2 separate regions of the Mus musculus genome follow, and region 2 is linked to region 1. The links are chromatin contacts, called in public HiChIP or PLAC-seq maps. All regions are on one chromosome and are shown on one strand. Each heading gives the region's core, a stretch centred on a gene start, on an enhancer-like site or on the middle of the called end of the contact. The rest is flanking DNA. Distances are from core to core; before and after follow the strand shown. Region 1 overlaps Ssc4d (scavenger receptor cysteine rich family, 4 domains). Region 2 holds the start of Upk3b (uroplakin 3B).

The links. HiChIP or PLAC-seq counts read pairs in DNA pulled down with a chosen protein or histone mark.
Region 2: a contact with region 1 is called in an H3K27ac HiChIP or PLAC-seq map of embryonic stem cells, with 10 read pairs. The contact joins the promoter of Upk3b here to the enhancer-like site in region 1. A contact is called at or near these places in 16 of 39 promoter capture datasets (the C10 cell line, the HPC-7 cell line, cranial neural crest and 11 more), 4 of 15 datasets of contacts at CTCF or cohesin (CD8 T cells, the G1E-ER4 cell line, the NIH/3T3 cell line and 1 more), 71 of 484 Hi-C or Micro-C datasets (the 63-12 cell line, the AML12 cell line, B cells and 41 more), 18 of 115 datasets of contacts at active chromatin or transcription factors (the 230-238 cell line, CD8 T cells, acute myeloid leukemia and 7 more) and 5 of 9 other capture datasets (adipose tissue, embryonic stem cells, liver and 2 more).

The regions. Positions count from the first base shown.
Region 1 is chr5:135,959,362-135,964,102 of GRCm38.p6, reverse strand. It overlaps Ssc4d (scavenger receptor cysteine rich family, 4 domains), which reads left to right. Exons shown (of 11, transcript NM_001160366.1): 8 at 673-747; 9 at 869-1,180; 10 at 2,137-2,214; 11 at 2,895-3,880. The coding sequence ends at 3,211. Among named protein-coding and RNA genes, the nearest start is that of Ssc4d, 13 kb to the left of the region's middle. Within about 2 kb of position 1,407, at least 418 of the 459 cell types and tissues checked have an H3K27ac peak or open chromatin away from gene starts, as enhancers often do. A contact at or near this core is called in the 230-238 cell line, the 63-12 cell line, the AML12 cell line and 43 more, where this site is marked.
Region 2 is chr5:136,035,402-136,039,995 of GRCm38.p6, reverse strand. It overlaps Upk3b (uroplakin 3B), which reads right to left and starts at 1,500. Exons shown (of 6, transcript NM_175309.4): 1 at 1,110-1,500; 2 at 805-954. The coding sequence starts at 1,194.

The DNA.
Region 1 (4,741 bases), core at 158-2,657:
ACGCCTTTAATCCCAACGCTTGAGAGGCAGAGGCAGAGGCAGGTGATCTCTGAGTTTGAGGCCAGCCTGATCTACAGAGTGAGTTCCAGGACAGCCAGGGCTACACAGAAACCCTGTCTCAAAAAAAAAAAAAAAAAACAAAAAACAAAAAACAACAACAACAAAAAAGAACAAGCCCATCTGAAGGACCACAAAACCACGAATGGTGGGTCACACCAAATTGAGGCAAGACCTCAAAAACCCAAAAGCTTTTACTCCTAGCATTCGGGAGACAGATCTCTTGTAAGTCTGAGAGATCAGTCCCTTTTTGTTTTTTTGTTTGTTTGTTTTTTTGAGACAGGGTTTCTCTGTATAGCCCTGGCTGTCCTGGAACTCACTCTGTAGACCAGGCTGGCCTCGAACTCAGAAATCCGCCTGTCTCTGCCTTCCAAGTGCTGGGATTAAAGGCATGCGCTATCACCACTGGAGATCCGGCCTATCTACATAGTGAGTTCTAGCCCAGCCAAGGCTACATACTGAGAGCTTATCTTGGGAAAAAAAGAAAATAGGGAGGAAAATCCTAAAAGATGTTTTTTACTAGACAGTGAGGTGACTCTGTGACTGAGGCAAAGTAAGCTGTGGGTGTGGTAAATGGCCTTCTTGTTCCCTTCAAAGGCTCCCTTGTCTCCGCAGCTACAGGAGTTGGTGCCTCACCTTCCAGGGACACTGTGTGGCTGACGACAGCAGCCCGGGCCTCAGGGAAGAAAAGTAAGTGGCCCTGCCCGGGTCCCGCAGGGGGGTTGGGGGGAGCGGTGGGCCAAGGGCTGCAATAGGGAGGGGAGCCTGCTGTCCCAGGTCATCCCCTGGCACCGGCCTGTGCGCCCCGCAGGCGGAAGGCTGAGGCTGGTCGGGGGCCCGAGCCCGTGCCGCGGCCGCGTGGAGGTGCTGTACGCCGGGGGTTGGGGCACCGTGTGCGACGATGACTGGGACTTCGCGGACGCGCGGGTGGCCTGTCGCGAGGCGGGTTGCGGGCCCGCGCTAGGCGCCACGGGCCTTGGTCATTTTGGCTATGGCCGAGGCCCTGTGCTGCTAGACAACGTAGGCTGCACCGGTACTGAGGCCCGCCTCAGCGACTGCTTCCATCTGGGCTGGGGACAGCACAACTGCGGCCACCACGAAGACGCCGGAGCGCTTTGTGCAGGTGAAGCTGTGGCAAGAGAGGAGGTGGAGCCGGAGTGGTGGGCGGGGCCCGACCCATAGGAGGTGCGGGCAGGGTTTATATGGAGGAAAGGTGGAGCCGTGCAAGCTGGGCGAGGACCCATGAACGCATGCGCTCACGTCTATGGGCGGGCCTGAATCAGGAGAGGGGTGGGTATCCTGTAGGGGCGGGACAAGATGTGGTTGAGCTGGGCGATGCGTGGGCCATGACGGTCCTGTGGGCGGAGCCTCTTTTAGCTCACAGTCGGGAGTGGGGCCGAGTCTGAGGAGGCCTGGGTGGGGTCGTGCGCAGGAGCTCCCTGCTGTGGGAGCGAGCGGAAGCTGCGTAGCTTTCTGGCTGGCCTAGGACTGGGAAGGCGAAAGTGAAGCAGGGCACAGGGTTTGTGGGCGGGGCCTGATAGCAGGAGCTGCGGTGGAGGAATGGGCGTGGCGCTCTCTGCTGCACTGCAGCGGAAGTATTGCACATAGCAGGGGGTGGGGGTGGGGTGGGGGGGGTGGATGCTCCTGCACTCTCGCTGTTGAGCCTTAGGGGTGTAACCGGAAGGGCGATTTGTCTGCAGGGGGTGACTAGGGCGCGGTCAAGGGAGCACTCGTGCTGTGCTATCCAATTTATAGTCTCTGCTGCTAGTGATTGGTAGGAAGCAGGAGTGGCTGACGGCTTTCCCAAAACTAGCCTTTGACTTTTCAGAGATACCAATGAAAACAGGTGTGTACAAAGTCTGGCAGGACACTGTCAATCCCTTGTTCCCGTATCTCCACCTTTACTTGATGCCTAGACCTAGGGGGTCCTCCAGTCTCCTACCTTAGGTTGGCAGGTCTTTGAGGTTCTTTCTGTCTTTCTGTACAACTTGGGAAGGTTGGGAGAATTGATCTGGTTCTAGGGAGCATATGTTCCCCACCATGACAACCATCTCTTTTTTTATGCCCCTGCTGAGCCAGGCCCAGAGGAACTGGGACTCCAAGTCCAGCAGGCTGGTTCTGAGACCACCCGAATGCCCAGTCCTCGGCCCAGAGATGGTAGGTGTTTACTGCCACTGAAAATGAGGTTGGAACTTTAGGGATAAGATGGACCTGGAGTGATAAAACACTACAGCAACCTAGAGATTTCTCCACTTGGGATCAAACAAACTGAAGAAATGAGAGAATGCAGAATTAGGCATGGTGGCCTATGGCTTTCATTCCAGCATTCTGGAGACTTGGGTCAGAAGGACAGTAACTTCAAGGCCTGCCTGAACAACATACAAGGGCTCATGGAAAAACAAACAACAAATTAGCCCAGGGAATGTAGGTGTGGAAGTGGGGACAGTAAACTTTGAGGGTCAGGATAAGACATGGTCATAGTTTGCAAACAGCCTGTGGCTAAGGGGCTGAGACTGTCTGTTGAGGGTCTCACTACATAGCTCTGGCTGACCATTGCTGTGTCGAACAGGCTAGGCTTGAACTCACAGAGATCTGCTTGCCTCTGCCTTCTTAGTGTTGGGATCAGAGGTGTGTGCCAACTTGTCCAGCATTATTTATTGGTGTCTGTGTACCCGTGTATATGCATGATATGTTCACACATGTGAAGGCAAAACAGTATGAAGGAATGTGAAGGTCAGAGGACAACCTGTGGTGGCAAGTGCCCTCAACTGTAGAGCCATCTCTTGGGTCCCATGATCCCATGGGCTCTTCTGACCCAGGCCTTATCTCCAACACAGGGCACCTCCGTCTGGCTAGTGGAACACACCGATGTGAGGGGCGCGTAGAACTCTTCCTAGGACAACGGTGGGGCACTGTTTGTGATGATGCCTGGGACCTACGGGCAGCCATTGTCCTGTGCCGTCAGCTGGGATGTGGCCAGGCTCTCGCAGCCCCGGGAGAGGCCCACTTTGGCCCAGGCCGAGGCCCAATCCTCTTGGACAATGTCAAATGCCGAGGAGATGAGAGCACCTTGCTACTGTGCTCTCATATCCGCTGGGATGTCCACAACTGTGACCACAGCGAGGATGCCAGTGTCTTGTGCCAGCCATTGTGACCCAGATGGCTCTGTACTCCATACCATATCAAAGGAGCCTATGAGGAACTGCCTGTCCTTTCCCAGGATGCCTTCCTATGATAGCTCGGGTTCCTGGTACCCCTTTCTCCCCGTGCATGGGAGAGATGCAGTACCTGCCCGAGTCCTCTTACTGTGTGTCCCGAGACTGTTATCACCTGCGGAAGGCCCAATACAGTGAACATAGCAATGTTTTGCTCAGCCAAATCAGAAAATGTGAGAGAATAACCCACTTCTCTTTGGGGGAACTCATATAGTACCCCCAATCCTTCCCTTCTGCACCCACATCCATGAGGCTTGGGCTGTCTGTAAATGCCTTCAAACCCTTACCGTGACCTCTCTTGGTCTCCTGCTAAAAGTGGGGAGACAAAGGGGTTGGGGTGCTCTTTTCTATAGACTGGCAGGGGACTGCAGAAGAACCAGGCCATCACCTTCCCTGCTGGGTGAGGACCTGGACTCAGATGGTGCTCCGCTGAACAAGGGGGCTGCAGGGGCCAAAACAGGGACCAGAGGAGCCCTTCCTGCAGCTTCTCTGATTTCCACTGCCCCCCCCCCCCCAGCACAGAGCCTCCATTTTGCAGTAACAAAGAACCCTGGAGGCCCATAGCCACTGTCCTTAGGTGCCAAGTCAATAAAGCATTATCTCCCCCAGTCTTTTAACTGAGGTCATTGTTTGAGAACCTGTACCATGGCTACTGGAAAAACTCCAGGAAGGACTTTCTGGAGAAAACTGGCATGGCGATGAAAGGCTGTGGTCCAAGAGCAGCATCATCCAGTTCTCCAGAGCCCATCACGGCCGGGAAATGCTGACTCACCATGGCAAGCCTCAGGCTCCTCAGTGGAGTGTCTGGTCATCCTCCATTGGGCTACACACACACACAAATCTAGATCCAGGAAAGGAGAGGCAGTAGGGCACGATGGTGCATGTTTGTAATGCCGGTGCTCGGGGTGCCGAAGAAGGGCGTTCTGCGGGTGGGGTGGGGTTCCAGGCCAGCCAGAGCTGCAGAGTGAGAGAAGCTGACTGAATAGGCCCAGAAAATAAAATGGCAGAAAAACGGAAAAAAACAAAACAAAACAACCCTCCTCTGGTCAACCTGTGATATTCCCTCTTTAAAGGGATCACAGGAATGAAGATCAGGAGTTCAAAGCTATCCTCAACTACATAACCATTCAAGGCCAGCTTAGACTACTAGATACCTGGGGGTAGGGGTTGCTGGGAGACCCTGCCTGAATTAGTGGTGGCAAAGATCTGTAATTCAGCACGTACATGCTTAAGCAGGTGGATTAGGAGTTTAAAGCAGCCTGAACTTCTAGAAAGGCCACACTACCCTCTCCACTTTCTCTGCCTATGAATTTCTATATTAGTTTTGTTTGCTTTTTGTTTTAGTTTTTCAAGACAGGTTGGTTTTGTTTGTTTGTTTGCTGTATAGCCCCGGCTTTCCTGTAACCCAGTCTATAGACCATGCTAATCTTAAATTCAGAGGTCTGCCTGCCTCTGCCTCCTGAGAGCTG
Region 2 (4,594 bases), core at 251-2,750, 76 kb before region 1:
GATAGAGGCAAGAGCAGGCTGTGGCCCTGTTAGGTCTATTAATAAGATAGGCGCTTGTGGCCAAATCTGCCGACCTACGTTTGATCCCCAGGACCCACAGGTTGGAAGGAGAGACCTGACTCCCTCAAGCTGTCCTCTGAATTGCCCACGATCACGTCTGGACTGCTACATACAATAAATAAGCAAGTGCAAGACAGTTATTTTAAAGGAATAGAGAGCAGCGGACTGCTTCTGTCCCAGGAAGCGATCTGCAGAGGGCGTGACCCCACTTCCCCAGGTGACATAATGGGTCTCGATCCCCATCGGGGCTCCAACAACTCAGGATCACACATGAGATATTTACATTAAAAATTCGTATTGGTAGCAAAATTACAGTTATGAAATAGCAATGAAATAATTTTTTTGTTGGGGTGGGGGTCACCACAGCATGAGGAACTGCGTTGAAGGGGCGTCAGCATTAGGAAGGTTGTACTTGCCTAGCAATGCATAAACCCTGGCCTCTATCCCTGGTACCACATGGACTGGCATGGTTGTGCATGCCCACCGTCCCAGCAATTGGAAGGTGGAGGCAGTAAGCTCAGAAGTTTAAGGTCACCTGGGCTACAGCAGACCCTGTCTCAAAAAAAAAAAAAAAAAAAGGACAGGCTTTGCCCACCTTGTGCTCAACACATCCCTGGCTAATCTAATCTACAGTCCTGACCCTCACACCCAGAGACAAGGTCAATGTTACCATCCACCCAGATCCTCGGGTATCTCTTCTCAGCCCATGCCCTCACCCCAAGACCCCAAGTCCTCAGCACGCACCATTGCTGAAAGCCACCACTAGCCAGATGGTGTCCTTAGTTGAGACATGCTCATCAAAGACGCACCGAGGCTGCTCCAGAGAGAATGTAGTGGCTGTGATCTTCCCTTCCAGGTCCCAGGCTGTTATCTGCGGCACGTAGGCAATCAGGTCTATAGCCATGGGGGACAAAGGTGAGAATCGAGATAAGCACTGCTGTTCTGTGGGGCTCCCCCTCCCCTCCCCGATTCTCTCGGTCCAGGAGGTGTAATAGGTTCCCAGAACCCTAGGTTTGGCTAAGGGCATCCATTGCAAGAGCTCCACTCACCTAGACTCAGGCTTTGGGGGAGCCACACGAGCACCAGGAGAAGCAGGGGCGGCGGAGGGTGAGGCTGCCACCGCGTTCGCACCATGACTGCCACAGCACTTGATCAGGCCTGACCAGGCTTAGGGGCTGGTCCTGTCTCACCCCACCTCCGACACCTCTGGCCTACAGTTGCTGGTCACTTGGACTGCCAGGAGAACAGGAAAGACCTGAACCTATGAGCTCACCCCTCCCTGCTCCCAGCCCACCCCAGGGAGGGGCTCAGTGGGCTCCTGAACAGGGGCCCCACTCCAGAACTAAGGGAGAGGAGCCATTTAGGGTTGGCCTTCACGTGACCCCCCAGTCACCTCCATCCCAAAGCTGATGTCTAAATTGTGGTACCACCTTACTCCCTGGCCCTGGGAGGGAGACTCCCCTCCTCTATCTGGGCCCAGAACCACATGCCTAGGATTCCTGAACTCTGGGTGCCAGGAGCCACCCTCTGGCCATCCATCCTTATCCAGGAAGTGAGGAGAGGGGAGAGCCTGTGTGGTAGGCTGGCCCTGACCTAGTCCAGCCCCAAAGCAGCTCCCAGACACTGCCTGCCCTCCATGTAGCCTGTGCCCAAGGAGATATGTCTTCCCCAGCTCGGAATGTCCGTTCCTTCTCCAGTGGAAGCACTAGTCCTCCGAAAGGACGGGACAGCCTTTGGTGACTGACAAACATTTTGTTTATACAAACCCTACAAGTCCTTTTTGTTTGTTTGTTTTGTTTTGTTTTGTCGAGACAGAGTTTCTCTGTGTAGCCTTGGCTGTCCTGGAACTCACTTTGTAGACCAGGCTGGCCTCGAACTCAGAAATCTGCCTGCCTCTGTCTCCTGAGTGCTAACCCTACGAGTCTTATTCTATGTCGTTTTAAGTTTGTTTGTCTGTTTTTGAGACAGGTTCCCATGTAGTACAGACTAGCCTCAAACTCACTATATAACAGAAGATGACTTTTGAACTCTTTTTTTTTTTTTTCTTTTTTCCTTTTTTGGTTTTTCCAGACAGGGTTTCTCTGTGTAGCCCCGACTGTCCTGGAACTCACTCTGTAGACCAGGCTGGCCTTGAACTCAAAGGTCCACCTGCCTCTGCCTCCCAAATGTTGGGATTAAAGGCGTGTGTCTCTCTCTGCCTGGCAGTCTTTGAACTTTTGATGCCCCTGTGATCACAGATAGGCACTGCTAGCTTCTGCAAGCAACCTGGCAACCAAACACACACACACACACACACACACACACACACACACACACACACACACCCGCTATAAGACCCACAGACCAGTGACCCTGTGTGTGTGTATGCTTTTCAAACAGATCTTGCTAAGAATCTCTGGCCAACTAGGAATTCTTGCTGTGTAGTCCAGGCTGGCCTTGAACTCATGATCTTCTTGCCACCTTTTTCCAAATTCTGGGATTCATGTGTGCACTACTACAGCAGCATGAATGTGCCTTTTTTGTTTGTTATTGAAGACCTGGTTGGTACACAGTTCCTTGCATCCATGCTGATGTAGTCACCTTTCCATTGCTATGACAAAACACCATGCCCAAGGCGACTTATAAAAGAAGCATTTAGTTGGGCTTGCTGTTTGGAGGGTTAGAGTCCATGATGGTGGAGCAATGGCGTGGCAGTAGAAATACGCAAAAGCTCACATACTGATCCTCAAGTAGGAGATAGAAAGAAAACACTGGAAATGGCTTTAAAAACTCCAAAGTCCACCCCTAGTGACACACTTTCTCCAACAAGGCCACACCTCCTAACCCTTCCCAAACAGTTCTACCAAATAGGGACCAAGTATTCAAACATATGAGCCTATGGGGGAATTCTCATTCAAACTAACACACATACACACACACACACACACACACACACACACACACACACACACACACACACGCCTCCAACCCCTCCCTGGGGGATTCTAGTCAGGGGCTCTACCACTGAGCCTCACCCCAGCCCCTCCCTGGGGGATTCTAGGCAGGGGCTCTACCACTGAGCCACACCCTTAGCCCCTCACTGGGGGACTCTAGGCAAACACTACTGCTGAGTCACCCCTGAGCTGTTCATTAGGGTATTCCAGGCAAATTCTCTACAGCCCTAGGTTGGTGGTTTTCAGTATTTTCATAAGATTCACACTAGGGATAGCCCCTCAATAAGAGAACAATTGTCTGGCATTCATATGACCCTGGGTGTAGTCCCCTAACTACAAAAATAAATTAATTCAATTAAAAAGAAAGAAAAGATATTTATAAAGGTGTATGGCCATCAGTGCTAATGCCAAATCCCTTTCATTATCCCAAAGGGGAAGACTGCCTTAAACAGTTGATCCTTGGTCCTCCCCACTCCTCCACTGACTCCAGATCTACCTTCTGTCTCTCTGTACTTTGACTATAATGGACAGCTTACAGCAGTGGGTTTTACTGTTGGGCTGAGGGACTAAAAACTGAACGCAGGACTTAGAGCACACCAGGCAAACATTCCTTATAGCTCTAATCCCGGTCCTCTATTTTTTTCTATTTTTATTTTTTAGTGTTGGGGAATTTAGAGCTTTGCATTTGCTGGGCAAGCACTCTACCATTGGGCTAAATCCTCATGCTCAAAGAACAGCCACAAACCTTAAGACAAAAATGTCCACCGCGAATTGGACCCAGGTTTCTCTGGCATATTAGGGGGTGACAGTCCCACCCCTCTCCTTCCTCTTTAAATTTTAAAGCAGGGTTTCTTTGAACTGGCCACGCTGGGCTGTAAACTCACTCTGTTACCCAAGCATGACCTTGAACTTGCATCCCTCCTGCCACAGCCTTAGAGAACACAGAGCTCAGCTCGTGGACCTGCACACCCAGGCCTGACTTGCTCTTGGATTACTCTGTTATTGTCCATTCCACATCTTTGTGTGCATGGGAGGAAGGGTCTGTGCCTTGGTGTATGCGTCGGGGTGAGAGGGCAGCTTGCAGTCCTTACTGTCTCTCTTTTCACAATGTAGGTCCTGGAGATCGAACTAGGGTCATCAGGCTTGGTGACAAGAGCACCTATCCAAGAACTTACTTTGTAGACCAGGCTGGCTTCCAACTCACAGAGATCTGCCTGCCTCTGCCTCAAGAATGGCTGGGATTAAAGGCCTGTGCCAACCATGCCCCATTTGCTCAGTATCTTAATTAGGGTTTTTATTGCTATGAGAAAACACCAAGACCAAAGGCAGCTCCTGGAGGAAAAGGTTATTTCAGCTTACATCTCAGGTCACACTCCATCATTGAGAGGACAGGGCAGAAATTCAAGGCAGGAACTGAAATAGAAGCCACTTTGCACCTGATGGCTGCATCCTGCTTTCTTATACAGCCCCAGACCACCCACCAGGGGCTGCACTGCCCACAGTGGGCTAGGTCTCAAGCCACACTTGCCCACAGGTCAATCTGGTGGCTGTTTCCTCAATTTGAGGTTCCCTCTTGCCAAAAGTATCTAGCTTTTGTCAGA